Regions from separate parts of the Zea mays genome. Here region 2 is linked to region 1. Evidence: chromatin contacts called from public Hi-C data. All regions are on one chromosome and are shown on one strand. The core of a region is the stretch at or near the end of the contact, and the rest is flanking DNA. Distances in the headings are between cores, read along the strand shown.

What was found. Hi-C and Micro-C count contacts between places; a contact is called where the count stands out from the background.
Region 2: a contact with region 1 is called in a Hi-C map of ear, with 3 times the contacts expected there. The contact joins the promoter of LOC100240698 here to the promoter of LOC100279725 in region 1. A contact is called at or near these places in 10 of 25 Hi-C or Micro-C datasets (bundle sheath, ear, endosperm and 4 more) and 1 of 3 datasets of contacts at active chromatin or transcription factors (leaf).

What each region holds. Positions count from the first base shown.
Region 1 is chr4:29,680,031-29,685,544 of Zm-B73-REFERENCE-NAM-5.0, forward strand. It overlaps LOC100279725 (Transcription factor GTE7), which reads right to left and starts at 3,253. Exons shown (of 3, transcript NM_001152684.1): 1 at 1,890-3,253; 2 at 1,609-1,774; 3 at 1,159-1,515. The coding sequence starts at 3,125. The coding sequence ends at 1,463. It overlaps LOC103653000 (a long non-coding RNA gene), which reads left to right. Exons shown (of 2, transcript XR_565181.4): 2 at 646-1,444.
Region 2 is chr4:29,948,600-29,954,113 of Zm-B73-REFERENCE-NAM-5.0, forward strand. It overlaps LOC100240698, which reads right to left and starts at 2,467. Exons shown (of 6, transcript NM_001144024.1): 1 at 2,261-2,467; 2 at 2,092-2,180; 3 at 1,386-1,441; 4 at 1,249-1,301; 5 at 708-826; 6 at 216-614. The coding sequence starts at 2,128. The coding sequence ends at 520. It also overlaps the pseudogene LOC103655191.

The DNA of each region.
Region 1 (5,514 bases), core at 2,003-4,502:
AATTTATGACAAGGCTAAAATGTTGGATGCGAACAACCTGATTTTTCTGCTTGTGCTTGGTTATCTGCTGAAACTCTTTGTCTAGCTCTTTGCCTTCATCAAAGATTTATAACAACAAACCTTACAATCAGCAAGATCAATGTAGCCAAGTTCATGTAACTTCTTAATGAGAAGCTTCTAAGAGCTAATAAATGGATTGCAACGCGTACCAAGGTGACATTTGTTAATTGTTTAACCTCAGCTTGAAATTGAAACACCTCAGACAACAAATATTTGAGTAAATCTATTATAGTTGCGAGGTCTGAAGAAAAAAAATACAGGGGCAAGGTTCCAATATACCAAAACAAAAATGTATTTCTATAAAGTTTTAGGACAAATGCATGAAGGACAATGAATTAGTTGTTTATTGACTTCTCTATGCCATTTAGTTGAATTCAAACTACAACATATATTATTTTGTCACCATGTAATCAAGCAAAGCATATTTTAAAGCATTTTGGGTTAGCACAACTTGAGGCATATTCAACCATAGCAATAGTGTCAGTACCACACCAAGACAATTACATTGTGCTAACAATACTACATATTGCGCTAGTGAATTGTTCCTTTATCTGGGCAGTTGTTTCTCACCTGATTTTGCAACAGTACCTGTACCTGGCGTATGGAGGTGGCGACAACTGTCTCCCAGTTGCGCTACCCAAAATGTGGGGAGAGTGAGCGAGCGAACACACGCGAGGTGAACAGGAGAAGAAAGGCAAGCGGTGAACATGAGTTCTGATGCGGTGGCCGGTGGCAGCCTGCAGATCGACGGTATTTCAGTGTGTCGGCACCAAATCACGGCACTCCAGCGAACTTTTTCTGATGCGCCCATACCGGCTACCGCAGTTTCCCATCTGTTCCGAGTTATAAGTGATTTTAACTAAATTATAAATTACTTTAGCCTTCCTGAAAGAGTTCGAAGACTCAAGAGTATTTTAACCAAATTTATGTAATAAAAGTGTCATTTATTAATTATATTTCAAAGTGATAACTATTTGGTGTCATAAATGTTATAAGTTTGACTGTTGATATGATTTGACTCCCCCCACCCCCAAAAAAAGAATAAATTATACTTTAGAACAAAGAGAGTAGTAGTACAAAGAAAGCAGCAGACGTCATGAAGAAATGCCCCGGCCGGCATTGCTACTTTTCCTCTTTGTTCCAGCTTATATTCCCCTCTTTACAGAAGCCTCCCAATCTACCCAAGCATCTACCACCTACCCATCACCCAAGTACCGACAACCTAAATGCTGCACCCACACATACACAGACGAACACAACCACTTGCATTGCATGAACAAGAGTTCCCTACAGGCTTCTCTATACCGTTCTTCAAAACGCCTCATCAAATGGAACCTTTTCAGTCACCTACTCATCGCTAATCCTACAGTACAGTCAGATAAAACAGCAACAACAGCCACACCTAGTGCGGGGCGCTGGCATCGTCCCCGTCAGAATCGGAGTCCGAGTCGGAATCTGCAAGGAATTTTGTTTTAACGAGTTAACGAGCTACTCAATCGATAACTCTGCATTCCATTCATGGTGACAGATTACTCATTTGAGCTGTACCGCTGGATGAAGACGAGCCACTTCCTGATCCGCTTGAGCTGCTGGCAGCCGCCGGGGAATCCCTCTCGATCTCCACTGACTGGTAATTCACTGTCGGCATCTCGTCGCCTATATCCACGTAATCGTCGACCATCTCGGCCTCCATTTCTTTCTCTGGAACGTCAGCCTGTCCAAAAACGAAACGAAACGAAACAAAACAGGATCAACATCGGAATGCAGTCCAAACATCACTGGTTAAAAAGACCATATAAAAACAGCCAGAGCCCTTCTGAATGCCATACCGACTCTCCGATCTCGACCGCCACGGACGGATTGACAGCAACCTCGACCATGTCGTCGTCGTCCGGAACAACTGTCACATCGATGGCGTCTCCATTCACCGCCGCGGCAGCATCGCCATTCACCATAGAGTTCCGCTGGCTCTTCTTCAGAGCCTTCCTCCAATTGACCACGAACCGATCGAGCTCCCAGAGGGTCTCCATATCCAGCTCGTCGAAATCGAGCTCGACAACCTCCCCAGTGAACGCTGGATCGCTGTTCCTCTTCTGCACAATCTGCAGCACATTCAGCATCTTCTCCTCGGGTAAGTTCTCGATCTCTACCCTCAGCTTCTGCTTCTCCTCCTCGTCCATCTCCCTCTTGTTTGGCTCCCGGGCCTTGGGCTTGGGCCTCCTCCCGCCCCCACCCATCCTCGGGGGCGCTTGCACTGGCACAGAGACGACCGGGAGCTGTGGCGGCGGCGGCAAATCGGGCTGCATTGGTGGCTCGAGCTGCTGGCGCTGCTGCTCGAACCACGAGACGGCCTCCTTGTACATCCCCTCGAACGAGGCGAGGAGGTTGCCGGCGTACCTGTGCACGTGGTGGTCGGGCGGGTTGTACCGCAGCGCGTTGTTGAAGGTGAGCCGGACGTCGCCAGCGAACGCCTCGTGCGAGGGGTACCGGCCGGCGGTGAGGTTCTGCTTGACGGTGCCGAGATCCATGGGGCTCCGGATGATGGCGCGGTAGTCGTGCAGCTTGAGGCCCTCCACGTCGACCGGGGAGTTGAACCACACGCTCTTCTTCGACCTCCGCAGCCGCATCAGGATGTCCGCGCACCGCTTCCGCATCGCCTCCACCAGCGCCGGCGGCGGGGACGGGCCGCGCGCGGGGGGCTCGGGGCCCCGGCGCCGGCGCTGCCCGTCCTGCCACGAGTCGATGCGGGAGAGGAAAGCGCGGACGCGGCAGAGCTCGCTGGTGAGCCGCGCGCGGAGGTGCCGGGCCTCGGCGGGGGTCATTTCCGACGGCCTGAAGTTCAGGTGCCCCGAAGGCGACGGCGAGGGCTCGGCCGCGACGGCCGGAGCGGCCCGCGGCTCCGGCGGCGAGCCACTGGGGATAGGGTTTGGGCCCGCGCGGTGGCGCCTAGGGTTAGGGTTGGAGGACGGCTTGGGCATGAGCGGGACGCGGGCGCCAGCCCATTGGCGGTGGTGCTGATGCGCCTGGTGGACCTCATTCCGGCCGGCGAGGACTGCGGAGGTCATCGCCGGCGGCGGGGGCGGGGGAGGAGGCTGCGGCGCGCGATCTCACGATCTCCGTCGCATCGCTTTGGGTCTGGCTGGGCCTGGGCTTCGCGGGCATATCGGGCTCGGGCGCGACCCGTTCGGAAATGGTGTTGCGGGCGAGGATGAGAGGAGCGGAGTGGGGGTGCTTTAAATAGCAGCGTGGGTGCTGCCCGCGCCGGTCCGGGCAGGATCTGAGCCGTTCTCTGGAGGATCCGACAGTCAGTGATGGCAGTCCCGTGACCGCGGGCAGCGGAGCGTGGAGGGAGGGGATGCTGGGCGTGCCACGTGGAAGCCATCTGAGGACTGGTCGAGCTGTGCGAAATGCTACGAGGACGCAGGCGGTTTGTGTGGTGGTTGAAAGCTTGAAACTTGGGACGGACCAGATGACGTGTGTGTTAGGGAGTCGTGGGCCCCGGAAGCAGTGGAAGTGGGTGCACAAAGTGCGCGTATGCTGAGTGAGCGTGAGAGTTTTAGGTCGAGCTTCTCGCGCGAGTTTGGACCACACAAATTGTGTGCGTCTCACGAGCAGTCCGACTTCTGCGATCATTTTGGTGTATTTATTCAGAGTTTCAGACACAGCCCTGAAAGTTCTTAAGAAGACCACGGTGAATTCAGCCTTTTTTCCTAATTAGTATTTCAAAGGTGACATAAATGCACTGTACCTCACCACGTTATGTGAATATCATATTACGTGTAATTTAAAGTCTGAAGTCGTGGAGTGGTGACATGTCACGTGCATATATGTTAGACGATTAAAAAATCTAAATAGCTCTCTAGCATATCCACATCAGTTAGTTGTATAACTAAATTATTTATTATTATAGCTACTAAGGCTGTCTCCAGCGAGTAGTGTAAAATAGAGGACGTGAAACTGTATATGACAATGTTTGCAAAATTAAGTTAGAAATAAGGGATGAAATAAGGAACCTACCGGACATAGCCTAACAACCCGTGTCGAATGACAAAAGAAAAGGAAGATATTGCTAGCTAGAAGGAGGAAAAAGGAAAAATGATAAACAATGTTGCACAAGCAGGATTCAAACTTGTCAAACTTGCAACTTGCTTCTACAAATATCAGGTTTTAACCATCACACCACATATTACTTGGTGTTCATAATATAATATATGCGTATTAAAAGATTAGATATGGCTGGTGCCATACTCAAGCATAATGAGTTCTCCGCCACCTAATTCTCTTAAATAACTCCATAATAGGTTTATAGGTTGTTTGGTTGTTCTCTCATATAACTCCATAATAGGTTTATAGGTTGTTTTACAAACATACTTCATACTAGCCTAATTAACTAGCTTACGTGTATGGGTACATTTTGCAACCCGCACCTCACCACCGTTACTACCCCTTAGGCACCACCAAACCTAAGCTCCACTGAAGGCACCTCCATCAACCGAGCTTTGAGGGGTTCTACCAAAAAGGACCTAGGTCTATGGCCCAAGGCGACACGATCGGTCGGCTCAAAAGGGAAGCCTAATGCGACTACCATCCATATTCACCCCTAGAGGATCCACGAAGGTAACAAAGGGTCACAAGGGCATCCCCATTTCGGGGCCTCGGACAACCTCAAACTTGGGCAAGGTCGCTAGGCTCGATAGAGCAAGCCCGATCCCACCTTTGACGTGTCGAGGCGACCCATCGTTAGCCTTGTGCCTCCAAAGGCGCTTGGGATACACGAGTCTAGGATCATCGCCATAACTAGGTACCACCCTCGTACTTCTATGATCTTCTAGAGACGTCCTTTAGTGGAAGTCGAAAGCTCTCTTATGGGTTTTGGTTGTTCTGGAGACGTCCTTTGTGCTCCCCTGCAGGTTTTGAGCTCCCTAGGGAGGGTTTCATTCACTAAAATAGCTATTTCACCGTTATTCAAAAACCTCGCATGCCAAGTGTTCGGTGAAATGCCCAAACCAGTCAAAATCGCTCAAATCGACCCCAACTTTTTCCAGCACACTCCAGCTACTACCAGTATCTAACACACCGATTTTCACCCCTATCCAATATCCCAGACACATGTTATCCCACCACCTTCCCTTTATAGCGAATCTTTTTGCGTCGAGTGCCAAAAATATTTTTCCTCTGCCAAACTTCAAATCAAGCACCCACTTCACTCATTTTCACTCATATATACCTATCTGTGAAGTATCGGCTCAATTCCAAGTCATTTCATCGCCCATTTCGAATTTCAAACTCTCTATGGCACAATTCACCGTTCAAACGTCGTTCTCGCACCGTTTGACCTCTGTTTCTCCAAATCACTCAGTTTTTGTGTCATAACTCTCTGTGTATGTATTTATTCACATTTCATATACTTATGACTATGTGACTAATACGTGCTCACCTCTTCTGTCATTTCAG
Region 2 (5,514 bases), core at 1,217-3,716, 270 kb after region 1:
CAACCGAACCAGAATCTTGCAGGCACACGGCTGCTGTTCCATCGCTGCTGGCCGCATGCCGGTGCCCTTCTTCGCCGCCATCGGTTTGCCAGTGCAGTCGGCATGCCGGCGGGTCAGGTTAGAACTCGCCGTTAACCAGTCGGTGCCACTGCCTCAGGAGCGGTTAATTCTAAATAAACAACAACAACAACAACAAAGTAACAGCAACATGCTAGTACCTAAACGGGTGGAATGACCACAGGCACCCTGTGTTACTTTGCCACATCGACAAGCTCACGGAGGACGCAGCAGGTGACAGAACTTCTGAAGCAACCCAGAGCTGACAGTGGACGCAACGAGTTGCTTAAATGTTTAGTACGCTTCAATAGTTTCAACAGACAGTGGACGCAACGAGTTGCTTTTGATGCAAGACATGCCAGATTATTATGTACACGGATTCTTGAGACGCCTATTTTTTTTTTAAGTATTTACAGGAGGAGGGGCATTGTCCGACGTCGATCCACGGCGGCGCGGCGCCACTCATAGCAGCCCAAAGGTGTTCTCGCCGCTGTAGGTCATGTAGAGGAACCCGTCCTCGTCCTTGTTCTCCTCGTAGATGGCAGACATCAGGGCAGCTGCATGGACAAGAAAAAGTAACAGCATTGTACACACGGGCACCATGGACAGGTAGGTTTTATTTTGTTTTTCCCCACGATGGTATGGCAAACCTGTTGGTGGGAGGGTGTTCTTCACGAAGATGAAGATCGCCTTCTCGGCGCTGAGCTTGATGCGCTTCCGCACCACGTACACAAACTGTCCCACTGTGAGGTCGGCGGGGACAAGGTACCTGCATGCAAGCAATCGCATGTTACTTGGAGGCACACAGATGCTGCAAGCTGGTCTTGGCTTGTACCGATAAGCAAGAGTTCCTTCTGAATTGGTTAATGCTGGAAGATGGTAGAAGCAAGGGCCAAGGGATACGCTAATGCAGCAAACAATCAATCTCTAGATGGCAACTTGCACAAGGAACAGACAACAGACTCTTGGTTGGGAGTAGAGATAAACAACTTCAAAGGCATGATTGGCACAACTGCACAAGGGATAATGCCTACATCCAGCAGTTTTGCATTATGAAGAGTTTGACAAAGTCGACGACGACAATCGGTAAAACTACTTTCAGAAGTACAGGGAAAAAAATTGCAATGTCAGGAAAAACCATAAAAGTCAAGAAATGCAATTGAAATAATCTTGAAATGGTTCGGAACTGACTTTTTCTTGTCGATGTCTGGGATGTCACTCCTCTCGGCCTTCTCAACAATGACCTACATTACCCGATTTGGATGAGAACAAAAGCTATATCGTGGAAAATGATCAGAGGGCATGGATAACAATTACTTAAGGCTTACAGGAATTCTATCGGGGTACTTCTCCCTGATGCGGTTAGCCTCAGCTTGCCTCCTTTCTACAAACATAGAACATAGGTATAATGAGAATTCAGACATTTTAAGGCGAAAGGGTACATTTGTATAACCCCCAAGTGTTGAATAAGAACCATGCAATGGTAAGGCATGCACAGGAAACAGACAAACCATTCCGCGGATGTAGGTACAGCCTAAACCTGATAAGATAATGTAAACTGGGGAGTTACAGCTTGAGAACGAGTTCGGAAAAATTTAGCAACGAAGAGCACCAGATGCAAATGATGGAATTTACTAGTTGCTGGAGTCGGTACGAACTGTGCCGGATCATGTTAAGCTGCTACACAACACAGCAAACTGTGGGTGCCACAGCCTATGAATCGCCTAGTGCAGATTACCACGAGCACTCCATCAAAGCTGCAGATTCCCACCACGCCCCCCCCCCCCCCAAACAAAAATAAAACATGTATCCAACCATCACAGGATCGCGAAACGATAGAACAGACCAACCCCCGCCCGCCCCCAACAAAGCTTTGCTTATATAACCTAGGAAATTCAAGGAATCGATTGATTGATAGGTCCGCACGGGGTACCATCTACCAGTACCAGCCAAACAACCGAAACCCTAGCACGACCAATAACAAGAGCTGAAGCCCGGATGAGGAGGGGGGAATCAGGAATCGGAGGGACGAACCGAAGGGGTGCTCCAGCTTGAACGAGCTCCTCGCCATCGCTCCTGCTCCTCTTGGTCTCTCGATCGCTGGCGTAATAGAGAGCAGCTACCTGGAACAGAAAAAACAATCGGGTAGGGTCAGGAGGCGCGGGGAAATCGACAGAAACGGTGGAGGGCGGCAGGCGCTCACGGGATGGATGGATGGAAGGCTGGAGCGGCGGCTGATTGGACGTGGGATTGCCGGCGGAGGGGAAGGCGAGAGGGAAGAAATGGTGGGGGAGGAGTGGGGATTGGGAGTTGCTTGGTTAAATGCTACGCGCACGCAAAGGGTAGCGTACGTCGCTTTGCCCCGCTTCCCACGGGGACGGATGGGGAATGAGGTGGACAGCAGGAGGCTTCTTTGGATTGGATCGCTGGACTGGAATGAATTGCACGGATAAGTCCCGCCAGGCCGCCACCACTCCGCCTCGTTTTCAGTTTTCCTTTGTGTCCCACAAGGGTTAACTATTTCGTTTTTTTCTACTTCGTATTTTTTTGCTCAGCAAAAAGATCTTTCAAATTTCTCAACCAATTTGCATTTTAACGTTTTTTAAAACGAAAATCGGATTTTTTTTACCGAAATCCGTGACGAAATTGGGTATCTTTACTAAAAATGATAATTGAGTTTAAAAAAATTAAAGTTCTGATAGGATTTGTTTGTAATGCGTATGGTTTTTTACATTAAAAACGAATTTCGAATTTCTTGGCCGAAAAACTATAATTCTCGGCGAATTTCATAAATTAAAATTAAATATGGGACATATTAAAAAATATCTATTTTTTCGGCGAATTTCTTGGCCGAAAAACTATAATTCTCAGCTTTTGTTCCCTAGTCTTCAGCGTGTCTCGTACTACACAACTGCCAAAACAGAAGAGCAGAATTTTGATCAGGACAAGTATGATAAATCGGGAAAAAACTCACTTACAATGGATCGGGAAAAAAAACTCACTTCAAACTGCCAAGATGCAAGATCTTGCATGCAGTAGTACCATGCAATCACACTCTGTAGGCTAGAGCAACTACTAGAGTTTGTTATCTACTTCGCTAGACGCCATTTTCAGTGGGAGCTTACTATCGAATCTGTTTAGCTACCATTTTTCTGTTATGAAATGGTTTCGGGTTATGAAGGAAAAATCAGGCCCGGACGGAGGCACGTGCGGCCGGTGCCCACGAACAGGGCCTCAATCCTCCAAGCCCCTAAAATAATAGTCATCAATAGTTTAATCAATACACAGTTCAGTAATTAGCTCAGTAAGGAAAATAAATCAACTAATCTCTAAGCAAATCTTCTTCTCATGAGTCAAATCAGTTGTTTGTATGGTGTCTTTGTCTTTGATCACGACTACATCTCCATTTAAACGTAAATATCGTTCAAGATTTTATTTTTAAAGAATAATACTATCCAAGTAAAATTATACAATACAAAATTGAATAGACAGCTAGACACAACTCTTAATATAATATTTTTATCATACTATTATAGCCTATATTAGTATAGTTCTAGTTTATAGATTGATATTCCGGAATTTTGTATAGGACCTTAGATTTTACTGGCCCGGCCCTGCCTTCACCCATTCTTTCAAAAGACATGTTATATGTATGCATACGCATGAAACCATCTAATTATTTCCTTTTCATAATGATAGCAACAATGTCATGCACGAAGGAAGCCAACAATAGCACACCATAGGCTAAGATGTAGTAAGCTCACAGTAAATACATTTTTTGTAACAAACACAAAGGATCAAGATCAAATGCCATATGCCCAACAAAGAAATGTGATAGCAACCCTAACCTCTTTGGTTCTCAACCACACCATCATGTCAACTTCAAGACCCCTTGTGTTGCCTACCCTCGCCTCCCAACTAAAAAACCAACTTGCATACCCCTTCTACATGCACCGTCCCTTTCCCCTCTAGAGATAGCACGACCCCTTACATCACAGTGTAACTCTCTTCGACATAATCTCTAGTGGACAAACTTTATTTTTGGACACGAGTGCCCCGGATTATGACCGTTTCTAGAAAAGAAGAAATGGAAGAAGCAAGTGTCTGGGCGGCTCAATCATGAATGTCCAGAACTTTCCATACATTATTGTAATACCTCTATTTTGATTGTAAGACGTTTTGGCTTTTCTACATACATTGCTTCTACTATCTATCTAGATATAGTGTATATCCAAGTGCATGGCAAAACTTATGTATGAAGGCACGAGTATTCACTATTCACCCTAAACATATTATTTGTTCTTTTCTTAATCCTCTCAATATTGTATATTAAGGCGAGTCTCAATGGAAGATTTCATGTCCTAGGTTCCCCAGACGTGACACCACAAATGGAACAAGATCTCTCAATTTCAATGCACAGTACAAGCATAGGAATGGATCTACTTCAAAACTAGATAATTAAAGAAATTGTGAAGATAAAGATAGTGTAACTTGCAAGTTACATACTTCCTTGGTAACATGTTTCCCTAGAGACTTTAATCAAGTTCAACATGTTAAGAGTTTCCATGGTTGTTTTAGTTCAGCCAACAAATCCAAAGTGCACATAGCAATACCCTCAATGAGTCAACAGTAGTATAAAAAGGCCACATCAAACGATTCTTTTTTACATATAGAATTTAACAAAAACATATGCACATTTTCCCCAAGTTACAAAAAATGAAAACAAACAGTCACCTAATAATGAAAGTGGACTAACAAACTGGGTCTTGGTTAATAACCAATAATGAATTATACAAACAAGCATTTTCTAACCATTTTTAAATAATCCATTTCCATTCCATGTCAGTAAGCAATATCTACCTTGTAAAGCACATAGAGATACACCGGCGGAAGATTTTTTGTTTAACTTTGACTATCGATGTCTAAAATTTTAGATAGATTAACATTAATATATTCATTATATAAATTACTTTATAATATAGTATGATTCTTGTCATTTAAGATGAAAAGATATTGCAAGTAAAAAGTTTTAAAAATGAGTTAGGAAAAAACCAGATGGACTTATATTGGTGATCAAAGGAAGCAATAACTTAACACCCACAGGCTAATGATTCGTTTGAATGTCGATATTGGAGGACATGGAATTGAATTGGGTTCAATACCAAATCAACCATGGTATTGAAATGAGATGCAATTCCAATTCTATTGTTTAGATGTCACTGTATTGAAGTTTGGAATTGTGTGATCTAATTCAATGCAATACAGAGGGGTGATGCTTTGTATTGAAAGAGGGAGCTTCCAAATATATTCCAATACTAGGGAATTAGGTCCTTGATTCCAAATCTCAAATCCATATGCAACCAAACAACAAAAATTAAGAAAACCGATTCTAATTTCCAATTCTATGCACCAATATCTACATGCAAATGGGATATAAGAGATTTTTCCTGGCCATAT